3 separate regions of the Mus musculus genome follow, and all the other regions are linked to region 3. Evidence: chromatin contacts called from public Micro-C data. All regions are on one chromosome and are shown on one strand. Each heading gives the region's core, a stretch centred on a gene start, on an enhancer-like site or on the middle of the called end of the contact. The rest is flanking DNA. Distances are from core to core; before and after follow the strand shown.

Region 1 (3,843 bases), core at 553-3,052, 160 kb before region 3:
GAAACCCTGTCTTGAAAAACAAAAAAACAAACAACAAAAAAAAAGAGGTTGTTTTTTGTTTTGTTTTTTTCCCAACAAAGTTCTGGTAAATTCTAATTCTTTTCTAGTGGTTTGAATAAGAATGGCTTCCATAGGCCCATGCTTGGTCACCAGGGAACAGTATTATTTGACAGAATTAGTAGCCATAGCCTTGTTAGAGGAAGTATTACACTGAGGGTAGGCTCTGAGGTTTCAAATGTTCAAGCCAAGCCCAGAGTCTTGCTCTTCCTCCTGCCAGTGGATCTAAATGTAGAACTCTTAGCTACCTCTGTATCTACCTGCATGGTACCATGCTTCCATCATGATTAAAAAATAAAAAAAGGAGTAAACCTCTGGCACTGAAAGCCAGCCTCAATTAAATGCTTTCTTTTATAAGCATTGTCATGGTCATGGTGTCTCCTCACAGCAAAAGAACACTGACTAGGATGCCTTCTCATCACAACTAGATGATTACTATTTCTCTAAAGTATTTTTATTTTGAGACAGAGTCTCATAAAGCCCAGGCTGAACTTGATGACTCAGAATTCCCGATCCTCTAACCCCTTCCTCTCACGTGTGGAGATTAAGGCATGTTCCACCAGGCACAGATTTTCTATTCCTCTTAAGTACTTTGGAAGCATAATCATATAAGTTCTGGACTTGGGTATATAGAGTTAGTCACATACCTTAATAACTACATATATAGTAGCAGGCATATACTAAAAAATTCATATATGATAATGAATTATAAGGACAAAAGATCAGAACTGTTCATGCAGTTTGAGAGACAGAGACCTGAAAAAATGAGCGGTTCTGATCCTTGTCTTTGGCTCAAAGCTGGAATGTCCTTAGTTCTGTCCCCAGCTGGAGGAATAAATGACAGAATGGGGATCTGGTTCCATTTGGGTTTCTTGCCATCTTTCTTCTTCTGTTATACACCTACATTAGCAGCATCACATGGAAGCCAGACATGAGGATGCGACTGGGACTGAGAGGCACCTGGACATCATGGATTGACTGGTACATGGCCCAACTCTTCTGCCCCCATGCCTCAACCCACTGATGCCTTATGTATCTGAAGATGGGGGTCATTGGTATTCTGACACATATTTTGATAGAAAAGAAACTGTTTTAGGAACTATCCATTAAAATGTGTGTGTAAATACTAATGAGCTCTACACAAGGTCTTCAGCTCAATGGGTAGTTTGGCATAGTTTGGTCTACACCAAAACTACAGTCCCAGGTTTCATGACTGTGCCATGGTTTTGTAAGTTGTCACTGGGGGAAGCTGGAAAGAGTATGCAAGGACTTTGTTTTCCAACCTTTCCATGTCAGTGACTACTGGGGCAGCACAGGTTCTATTTCTTCAACTTCCATGTGAGTGTAAAATTATTTCCAGAAGAACTCTTCAAAAATAAATAATAAAAAGCAATGACTGTATAAGAACACTTTTATCTAAAACAAGAGTACGTAAACATTTCTTGTATATTCTTATAAATTTTATGTCAGTTTCAATATATGTCAAAATTGAAAATTTTTTCAAAAACCAAGAGGATATTCCTTTGCTTCTAGAACATTCAGACAATCGGGCCCTGGGACATGCTGAGGGCTATAGAACTGAAATGATGTTGTAGACTTGGTCTACTGGGAATAGCACTGCCTGCTATGATTGGGCACGACTCCAAGACTTTCAACACAATGCCAAGGACATGTCCACAGAGGATGGCTCTGTCTACTGTGAGTGAGCACATGCCCAAAGCTTCCAGCAGTTGGCACTGCGGGCACAGGATATGGAGACTGAAAGCATCTGCCACTGTGTTTTAGAGAGCTAGTGTAACTGTTTCTCCTGTCCATAACAGGTATCTACAGGGTCCACAGAACTTCTGATTCAGTCTTGTGCTGCAGACAGATGGTACCTGAGGTGTGATGTAGATTTGTCTGCAAAGGACAATGGGAATGCAATTATGTGCCATGTCTAGCCTTCACAGAGAAAAGCTGTGCCTAAAATGAAGCGATTCACTAAGCATAGCAAAGTGTTGCTAAAACAGGATCATCTGAAAAGACCTAAGAAGGTCGTCTACAAACAAGTACCAGAAGGATGCCTTTGCCCACACCATTTTTCTGCCAGCTGGGCTAATTCTTATCTGAATAGAGAAAGGTGGATCGGGTCAAGGTAACAATCAGTGGTGTCAGGAGTCTCAGGCACAGCAACAGGGCAGGCTTTCTCAACACAGCTGCCCTGGGGGTGGATACAGGACATAGCTCTTGTCACTCAAGGAGGAAGTTGCTGCCTGAGAAGGAGACAATAAACCTAGGCTTGTGTTTGGTGTGTAGAGGGGAATGTGTATCCTCTGTACTACATATGAAAGCTAGGATATTCCCTTGTTCTTAACACAAAAAACCAACCAGGTCTCTAGCAGAGAAAGATTTGAAACACTTCTATTTCATCTGCTTAATAATTTAAGCAGGCATAGTAGGAAACTGTAGGGATGAAATACTCATAAATTATGCAAAAGTAAGAAAGAAGAAGAAACCTTCTAAGAAAAGACTAATACTTAAAGAGAAAATAATTATTGATAATAAAATTGAGGATATAATGTTTGTTCTGTGACTACAAATGACTCATATGAAAATTCTTCAGGCCTGTGTTAGTGTCAAGATGAAAATTTAGATGTTTAAATCTTGCCGGGTTTCACAAGTGCCATGCATACATTGAGCTGATCTTCTATCTCTCATGCAAATATGACCCCACTTAGCACAAACCTTCTAACAATGGAGTATTCCACAGTGAACAGATTTTCATTGATCTTTCTAGAATAAGTAACTCAAAGAATCAAAGATCTGTTATTTTGTGCAAACAAGTGAGTTTCACCAAACGTGAATGCACCATTACTGTTTTATGTTGTCAAATTCAATAATTATTGTTACCCACAACCTATTCAGTCTGAAACTAAAGGCATTGCACACTGAACAAATTTTTTTCTTTTTTTTTATTGGGTATTTATTTCATTTACATTTCCAATGCTATCCCAAAAGTCCCCCACACGCTCCCCCACCCACTCCCCCACCCACACACTCCCACTTCTTGGCCCTGTCGTTCCCCTGTACTGAGGCATATAAAGTTTGCACAACTAATGGGCCTCTCTTTCCACTGATCTGTGAACAAATTTATGGAGAATTTTGACATTCGAGCCAAACATGAATCTATCCATCCGAGAAGTAAATGATATATAACTATATTGATATACTTTCATAGATTTTTCTTGGTTTGAGACAGGGTCTTGCCACACAATCTAGGTAGACAGCAAAGTCACTGTGTATTCCGTATTGCTTGAAAATCACAGTCTTCCTGCCTTAGCCTATTGAGTATTGGGATGGGGTGGGGGGAGTAAGGGAAAGATCAAAGGGCTTCCAGACTCACTTGGTGCTACAGTGATGTTGAGAGGGCATTGTCTTAGAAGAATTTCCCCAGAACATTACCTCCTCTTCTTCACTTTCTTTTAAAGGTTCAATTTTTTTTTCCATTTTTTATTAGGTATTTAACTCATTTACATTTCCAATGCTATACCAAAAGTCCCCCATACCCACCCACCCCCACTCCCCTGCCCACCCACTCCCCCTTTTTGGCCCTGGCGTTCCCCTGTACTGGGGCATATAAAGTTTGCAAGTCCAATGGGCCTCTCTTTCCAGTGATGGCCGACTAGGCCATCTTTTAATATATATGCAGCTAGAGTCAAGAGCTCCGGGGTACTGGTTAGCTCATAATGTTGTTCCACCTATAGGGTTGCAGATCCCTTTAGCTCCTTGGCTACTTTCTCTAGCTCC
Region 2 (3,952 bases), core at 1,086-3,585, 220 kb before region 3:
CTGATCACTGCCCACCTCTGGTCAGCCCCTTCCACAATCCTTCCACCATCCCCTTCCCCTCTAAGTGAATACTGCACCCACCCCCCACCCCCGTAACCCCCTACCCCGGGCACTTTGAGTCTCTGCAGGGCTAGACACAATCTCTCTCACTGTACCTAGACAAGACAGCCTAGCTAGTAGAACATATCCCACCCGCCGACAGGCAACAGCTTTTGGGAGAGCCCCTGCTCCAGTTGCTACACATGTGCAAGAAGGCCTAGGTCCAGCCTATGTATCCTCTCTGGTTAGTAGTTCAGTCCCTGGGAACCCTAAAGGTCTAGGTTAGTTGACTGTTAGTCTTCCTGTGAGTACCCCTTGGGGCCCACAGTCCTTTCTACTTGAAACCAAAACTTTAACAGAGTAAAACTTTCCTAATTCTCTTATATAGCCTGACTTGTTTGAGTTTTTCTTTACTTTGGATGAGATTAAGATATGTTATGGCTTGAGGTTTTGGTTTTTTTTCTTCTTCTTTCCCAAGACTTACTGGCCATTTGAAAGTAATTTTTTTTTCTTTATCAGACACATATTTAGAAAAATCATTAAATAATTACTAATGGAAAGTCTATTTCACACTTGTGAAGCGATTCCTTTGAAAGCTATTGTGCTGTAAATCATTTCAAATCTGTGATAACCAGAATCTAAAAAGAATGACTATGTGAGGTGCTCACCTAGGTACCGTCTTTCTCAAGAAAATAAATAAAGGATAATATCATTCTTTCATATACAGATGTTTGACTTACATGGAAGATTCTCCTATTAAGACTATTATGAGCTCAACGATGCAGGTAACACTTCAACCATGCATTCTTAGGAAAGCAACACAATTCATGGTGGAATATTGATAGCTTACCCTCAGGATGGCATGGCTGACTGTAGCTCACTGCTGTTGCCCAAGACAAGGGTATCAAAGAATATATTACAAGCCCAGGAAAAGGTCAAAATTCAAAGTATAATTTCCCTGAACGACTAATCCCTTTAGCATGACCATAAAGCACAAAACTTTAAGTTGAACCATATGTTGAACCATTAATACCATAGGAATGAGCAAAACTGAAGGAAATAGGAAGAGAAATGTTAGGATAAATTATGTTATTGGAAGGAAAATAGAACTGGTTGAAAACTGTTGAAGGTGGGTAAACACGGCCCTCATGAAAGCATCAGCATGTCTGGGGTCCAAGATGAGTTAGTTTATGTCATAAGAATCAAAAGCAAATGAGTTTATTCTTACTTCCTAAATTGTATGCAAGTATTTTTGCCTCCAACAGTCGCCCCCAAAAGACAACCGAATAAGAAAACTGTCATTTAAACCCAAAATGATTTTGTCATTGCCATCCTATCCAACCTCCTTTCAAAGCCACGCTTAATCCTGCTTGTTGACACGTGCATTTAAGTTCTCCTGGAGTCACTCATGAAGACGTTGTGTAATTCAGTTTGGTAAAAAGGATTTTTAGTTATTTATGTAAAACATGATTGACATTTTATTGTAAGACCTTGTTCTTTTGCTAGAGTTCGACACTTACCATGCTTACAGGAGGGATTGCTTTCAAGGCTGTCCTTAAATAGGGTTTTTTGTTGCTTCCTTTTAGCATAATTGTTGCACTTGTTGCTACATTTAACATGTACCCGAACAAATGGGATTAGCAACTTTCTTGATGGTGTTCTTTTTAGTGATGGCCATTCACTAACATCTTTCTTTAGTTAACTAGTATTTAACTGGTGACTAAATATTCAGTTAAAATAATTCTGATAGGCTCATAATGCCATCTAGTGGACAATCTTTAAAATACCACCCCCTGCCCCCCACCCCCAGCCATTTTAATTTTCTAATCATCAATATGCTCTTTAATCTGGACAATGGCTTCATTTAGAAGGATGGGTTAGGATCCCTAAACTCTCTGACAAGTCTATGTAGCATTTCTAACATTGATACCATCCTAAGGGAAAGAAACACACAGCATCAAGTACTTCTGGTTCCTCATCTGTTCAATGGTGTCACCAATGCTGTTAGGAAGTTACAAAGTAGGAATCCAATGTGCAATGTTCGTGTTCGTTGGTTCTCTGATCACCATGGTTTTATATAGAAGTCTTTTATAGCTACTTTGTGATGGTAGAGAAGTGCCATCATGCTCTCTATGGGAGAATTAAGGTTAATGAGAACACAATGGCACTGTCAGCCAAGAACCTGCAGAATGCCCAAACTCAGCCATGGTTTCTCAAAGGTAAAAGTCCTGGCCTTGGCTGTCCACAGACTGGTAGTGATACCTCGTGAGGTAGGAGAGCTTCTCTCAAAGGCACAGATGACTGAACATACGCTCACATGTTAATGTGACTCACAACTTCAGTATGTGTATCTCAACAGATGCTAGGAAACACGTCCTAAAATTCAACACTTGTTTTTTGAGTAGGCAGCAAAATGATGACGTCATAAGCATGTAGACAAGAACACTGCCGTAATTATAAAGCCCCGTGATGTCATCAAATTACTTCCAGTAAGATGGAGCGCATTTCTGCCATTATCACCATTAATTCAGCCCACGTACCTGCATTCTGATATGATATAGATTTACTGTGCTGGACAGATGGTAAAATGGTTAAGAATGCTTGCTGTACTGCATAAGACATGGAATTGGATCACAACATCCAAGTCAAGTGATTGTCCAGCACCAGGGCATCCCAGGCCTTTCCTGACCTCCACAAGCACTTAGATCTGTACCCATTCACACACACACACACACACACACACACACACAAGAATATAAGAAAATAGATCGTTAAAGAACACATAGACTTAATAGACATAATGATTATTGGACAAAAGTAACCTGAAAAACCTGTAAACATTAAGAGCTTATACAGTAGATAGAAATATATATAAATATATATGTATGTGTGTATATATATAAATAATGCTCTATGAAGTAGGAAAAAGAAAAAAGAAAAAGTAATTAGAAATAGCTGAAAATATTTACAAATAAGGCAAATCAGAAATACACAGGTTTTATGAGTAAGAGTTGAATTTTATTGAATGGCTCTTATGATCTATTAAGATGACTATCATATATATATATCATATATATATGCCTGTTACCTAAGCACATGCAATTTTAAAGTTAAATGTTATGAAAACTGAAAATGAGTCAGAAATATTTCCAACAATATATTTGAAATGCTCTCTTAAATAAACCTTCATTTACATGCCAAACTTGGTTCAATTTCTTTGTTGCTTCTTAATTGATATTCTCATTATTCAGGACATGTGTCTCACCTAGAGTAATACATAAATTATGGTTATTACCTTATTAACTTTTAAATTATTTTCTGCACTTTTGTGAGACCGAGAGACATGAGAATATGAACTCTGTTTTTCTAAGCAAGGACATGTTTTAGAAAGCAATATGCTTAATAAATACTAATTAGCAATGGGACAATTGAGGCAGATCCTCCAGTAATCATCGCCTCACTGAAACCCAGATCTAAGCAGCTAATTGGCCACCAAATGACCAAGTAGAGAACACATTGCCTGGGTTCAATGAGTACAGCAAAGAAGGAAACTGCATCAAAGAAGGGGTTGCCCATGTTATCCTTTTTCCAGCTATAAGCAATATGATGTGATAGAAGATGTCTCCTGCTTTAGGGATGAAAAAGGAATTAAATCTAGACCTTACACTTGAATTCCAGGATCTGGCCTGCTACAGTGAGTGCCAAGCAGAGACCCATGTCCCCTGCCTCTTGTACAGTGACTATGGACAACGTCTCTGGAACCTGATTAGGCAGATATCCTGGGGACTGCTTCCGGGACCCTTTCTCTCAGGCAGCAGAGGAAGCAAAATTCCTTCTACTGGGGAACAGAGGAGGATAACTGACACATGGGCTTTGCCTTGAAGGTCAGAGCCAACCCTGATGACTTGTGATC
Region 3 (3,720 bases), core at 176-2,675:
ACATTCCTCCAACATCCCTTAGACATTCACTCCCTAGGATGTCTGTGTGACTCTAGAAGGTTGAGAGCCTACCATTCACTCAGTCAATACCTTGAACACCATTCTCCGGGTCCTTAAGCAGCTTCCAGGCTTCGGAAGACATTCTCTCAGATCCTCTCAGTCTTGGTTTGGGGGATGAGAAGCAATAACTCCTCCCCAAGAGCACTAACTACTCATTCAGTGATGACTCCCCTTCCTTCCTCGGCCCCTCTTCTGAAAGAGGCTGGAGAGTGGTAATGGCATAGCACATACACTTCTCTTCCTCCCCTCAGAATTCATGGGGAAGGGTTGCTGGCCTTGCAAACTGGAGAACAATATGTAATATGCAATATGATATATTTAGGGCCTTTCTTCTTCAGCTTTGTATCTTGTATACCATCATAGCACAGGAGGAAGACTGGTTTTGCAACTATTTTAAATGACTTTTACTGTGATGATGTAGATGTCTGTGTAGAATAACACACAGAGAGATACACATGTTTTCTAAGTATGTGGCTCCCTGCATATATTGGAAACTCTTTAAAGGAATACATCTTCCTTCTTTTCTCTCTCCATTTCTCAGCACAGTATGGAGCATTTTGTGGGCGTGTGACCAATGTCTGCTATACTCTTTCCTAATCCCCAACAAAGCTGAAGGAAAACCCCAGCATCATGAGATGCCAAGCTCCTCATTTTTCAAAAGAAATCCAGGCCCAGAAAGATGAGGTCATTTATCCAAGGGCACACAGCTAGCTGGGATTCCATTTCTCATACAAATTCATACACTTAATGGTGCTGCAGAAGCAGAAGTAAGCCAAGCATATTTGATGACTGGCCTTTGGAGAGTCGAGAGTGGGTAATGGAAAACACTCTACAAATTCCAAAAGTTAATTTTTGCAGATGAAGCACATTTCTCATTCCCCAATCTGGTAGAGTTTGCCAGTGTGTGCCGTGACTAATGTTGGCTCAGCCCAGACTTCCTGTTTTCAGGGCAGCATGACAGATTTGTTGGTATAATTTGGCTTTAATTCATTTCAGGCCAATCCTGGAAACGCGAGGCTATGTCATGTCTCATTGCAACATTAACTCCATTTTTCTACCTTCACTCCCTCTATTAATAAGCAGAGGCCACTCAATGGGGCAATCTTAACAGCCTGCTGCAGGTGACAGCCAGAAATATAAATAACTTCTCACTTAGTCTTTTACTCCTTTCCAGGAAAGCTGATAGGTTCGCTCTCCTATCTCTCCAAGTGGACCCAAGGCTGATGAACTCATTCAAGGCAGTTCACATGTTTCTTGGTGAGATGGATTTCCAGGACAGACTGATAGAGAAAAGGGTTACTCTTGTGGCAATACCTGATGACCTTACAGTGATTCCAGGTTAATAAAATATTTCCCCTGGGCCCTGGAACATCCTCCTTCAACTCAATCTACTGAGAGCACAGGGTGGATGGAATCTTTTCTCCTGCTTTTCCTAAAGTTCACCTATTCCAAATTCTAGACTGAGGATGGAAGAAGGAGAGGTGGGAAGCAGAAGTGTGCAGGTGTCCAAGTTCTCTACAGGAAGGTGGCTCCACACCAATGTGATGGAGAGTGACCTTCAGAAAGACGCCTAGGGAGGAAACATAAGGTGAGTGGATGTTATATTTCATGGCGTGGATACTATATGTATTGTCGAGCTCAAGTATTGAAAACATGTCTGATGTTAAAAACTATATCTGGCCCAAAGTTGTTCTCAGTGGAGAACTAGAAGCCACAGCTCTTCATTCTCTGACCAGCTTCATATCTACCAATTACCACAGCATATCTAGAGCTTAGGCTGGCCAGATCCTTATAGCAGATCCCAGTGAATGACATGGCAGAGGCTTGAGAGGAAGGGAAGGGTATCTCCTGAGGAATGAGTGGCCATTGGAAGAACATCTGTTCATCAGAAGAAGAAGAAAATAAAGTTCCATGCTCTTCTTAACTTAAATTTTAAGACCCACTCATTGGCATATCGCCTATTCTGGTATTCCATATGACTTCTGTGTATTTTATGGAATGCTTAGTGAATCCCTTGGTCATAATGCCAAAATATATTCTCCAAAGACCTTTAAACTGTGTGCTCTGTACCTGAGAATTATATACAGTACTGTCTTCTGTCTTCCCAAAACCATACCACATGGAGTAGAGGCAGAATTTGGGCTAGGTGAGTTGCAGTGTAGGAATTTGAATGTATATATCCCAACTGACTCATTCCTTCTCCTGTTTTGAGGAGTCATGGGCCTGGGAATTAGAAGTAAGAAAAGAGCTAGGGAGATGGCTCAGCGGTTAAGAGCACTGACTGCTCTTCCAGAGGTCCTGAGTTTGATACGGAGCAACCACATGGTGGCTCACAACCATCTGTAATGGGAATGTGATGCCCTCTTCTGGTGTGTCTGAAGACAGCAACAGTGTACTCACATACATGAAATAATAAATGAATCTTTAAAAATTATTAGAAGTAAGAATAAGAATGATGGAGAAGCTTATGTGTTTCCCTTGACTGATTGAAGTTTTCTATTATAAAAGAAAGAAAAAGCAACACCTGCAATGTCCCAAGATGCTTAGAGAGTCCAAAGGGAACTGGGGATGTCCCACCACATTTTGAGAAAGCAAAGTACCACAAAAAAATTTTTTTCCAAGGTCTGTTGCAAGAAACTCTGATATCTTTATTTAGGGCTGAGAAAGTAAATGTCTCCCTTCTTTCCCACTTCTCCTCTTGTTACTATAATGCTGGACTCACAACTACTACTTCTGAGACAAATTCTCTAACACGGCAACGGGGAAGCCAGACTTATTTTCTCAATCATCACACGATGCGACTCCGAGTCCCCCATGTGGCAAACAATGCCACAGAGAAGAGGGGTGGCTCTCTGGACTTGCATTTCACTCTTAAACAAATAAGGACAGCCAAGAATTATGAGAACTCATAATGAAGCGCTCTGGCAAGATTTAATATGTTCCTAGCCGGCCATCAATGCAATAATAGGCCGTGGGTATTTTTATAAATGGATCTTTCCTCTTTAGAGTGGTTTTAGTTGCTTCCCATCCAAAGAATCACTTAGGCAAATGCATAGCTGAGGGGGGAACAAAAGAATAATGATTCTTCTACCTTCTCATTCACGCCAACCTGAAGATGCTTTACACTGGGGGAGGGGAGAGGAAGAGAGAACAGCCAAGAGAAGGAAGATGTTTTGGGGAAGGCAAGGTGGAAACAGGGAACGGAAAGTACAATGCCTTACATGTTTGCTGCATTCCAAGTGCTCTTTCAAATACCAGGAGGGTGAGGATAAATGTAGGGCTAGGGAGATGGCTCCATGCCTAAAGTGCATTACGTGACCCCATCTCAAGCCAGATACGGTAGCACCCGTCTACTGTCCCAGCACACCTATGCCTGGAAATAGGAAACAGAGACAAGAGAATCCCGGGAAGGGAAGAAGGAAGCCACACATTTATTACCTAAGCAACAAATTTGTTTTGTGGACGAAGAAAACAGTTGGCATGTCTGGGCTCATTTTAGCTTCTCGCCTGCATCAATAATATTGACGCATGAGCGCCGAGGAAGAGAGCTGAGCTGTTCCTCGGACTTTGACAGATAAGCCAGCAAACGACAAATAGTCATCAAATCCCTCTTCTCTTATCCAAGCATCCTTTACCCACCCCCAAACCATTATTTCCCAC

What was found. A called contact is a pair of places that touch in the nucleus more often than the background predicts.
Region 1: a Micro-C map of the HL-1 cell line shows a contact between it and region 3, with 10 times the contacts expected there. The contact joins two enhancer-like sites. A contact is called at or near these places in 26 of 484 Hi-C or Micro-C datasets (3T3-L1-derived adipocytes, the AML12 cell line, the HL-1 cell line and 14 more) and 4 of 115 datasets of contacts at active chromatin or transcription factors (astrocytes, a beta-TC-6 cell line, embryonic stem cells and 1 more).
Region 2: a contact with region 3 is called in a Micro-C map of embryonic fibroblasts, with 12 times the contacts expected there. The contact joins two enhancer-like sites. A contact is called at or near these places in 2 of 39 promoter capture datasets (the 3T3-L1 cell line and hippocampal neurons), 36 of 484 Hi-C or Micro-C datasets (the 3T3-L1 cell line, the AML12 cell line, the C2C12 cell line and 21 more) and 3 of 115 datasets of contacts at active chromatin or transcription factors (embryonic stem cells, extraembryonic endoderm stem cells and vascular smooth muscle cells).

Annotation. Positions count from the first base shown.
Region 1 is chr8:31,458,455-31,462,297 of GRCm38.p6, reverse strand. No RefSeq gene overlaps it. Among named protein-coding and RNA genes, the nearest start is that of 7420700N18Rik, 93 kb to the right of the region's middle. Within about 2 kb of position 1,802, at least 8 of the 459 cell types and tissues checked have an H3K27ac peak or open chromatin away from gene starts, as enhancers often do. A contact at or near this core is called in the HL-1 cell line, where this site is marked.
Region 2 is chr8:31,516,939-31,520,890 of GRCm38.p6, reverse strand. No RefSeq gene overlaps it. Among named protein-coding and RNA genes, the nearest start is that of 7420700N18Rik, 150 kb to the right of the region's middle. Within about 2 kb of position 2,335, at least 12 of the 459 cell types and tissues checked have an H3K27ac peak or open chromatin away from gene starts, as enhancers often do. A contact at or near this core is called in the HL-1 cell line and embryonic fibroblasts, where this site is marked.
Region 3 is chr8:31,298,641-31,302,360 of GRCm38.p6, reverse strand. No RefSeq gene overlaps it. Among named protein-coding and RNA genes, the nearest start is that of 7420700N18Rik, 67 kb to the left of the region's middle. Within about 2 kb of position 1,425, at least 34 of the 459 cell types and tissues checked have an H3K27ac peak or open chromatin away from gene starts, as enhancers often do. A contact at or near this core is called in the HL-1 cell line and embryonic fibroblasts, where this site is marked.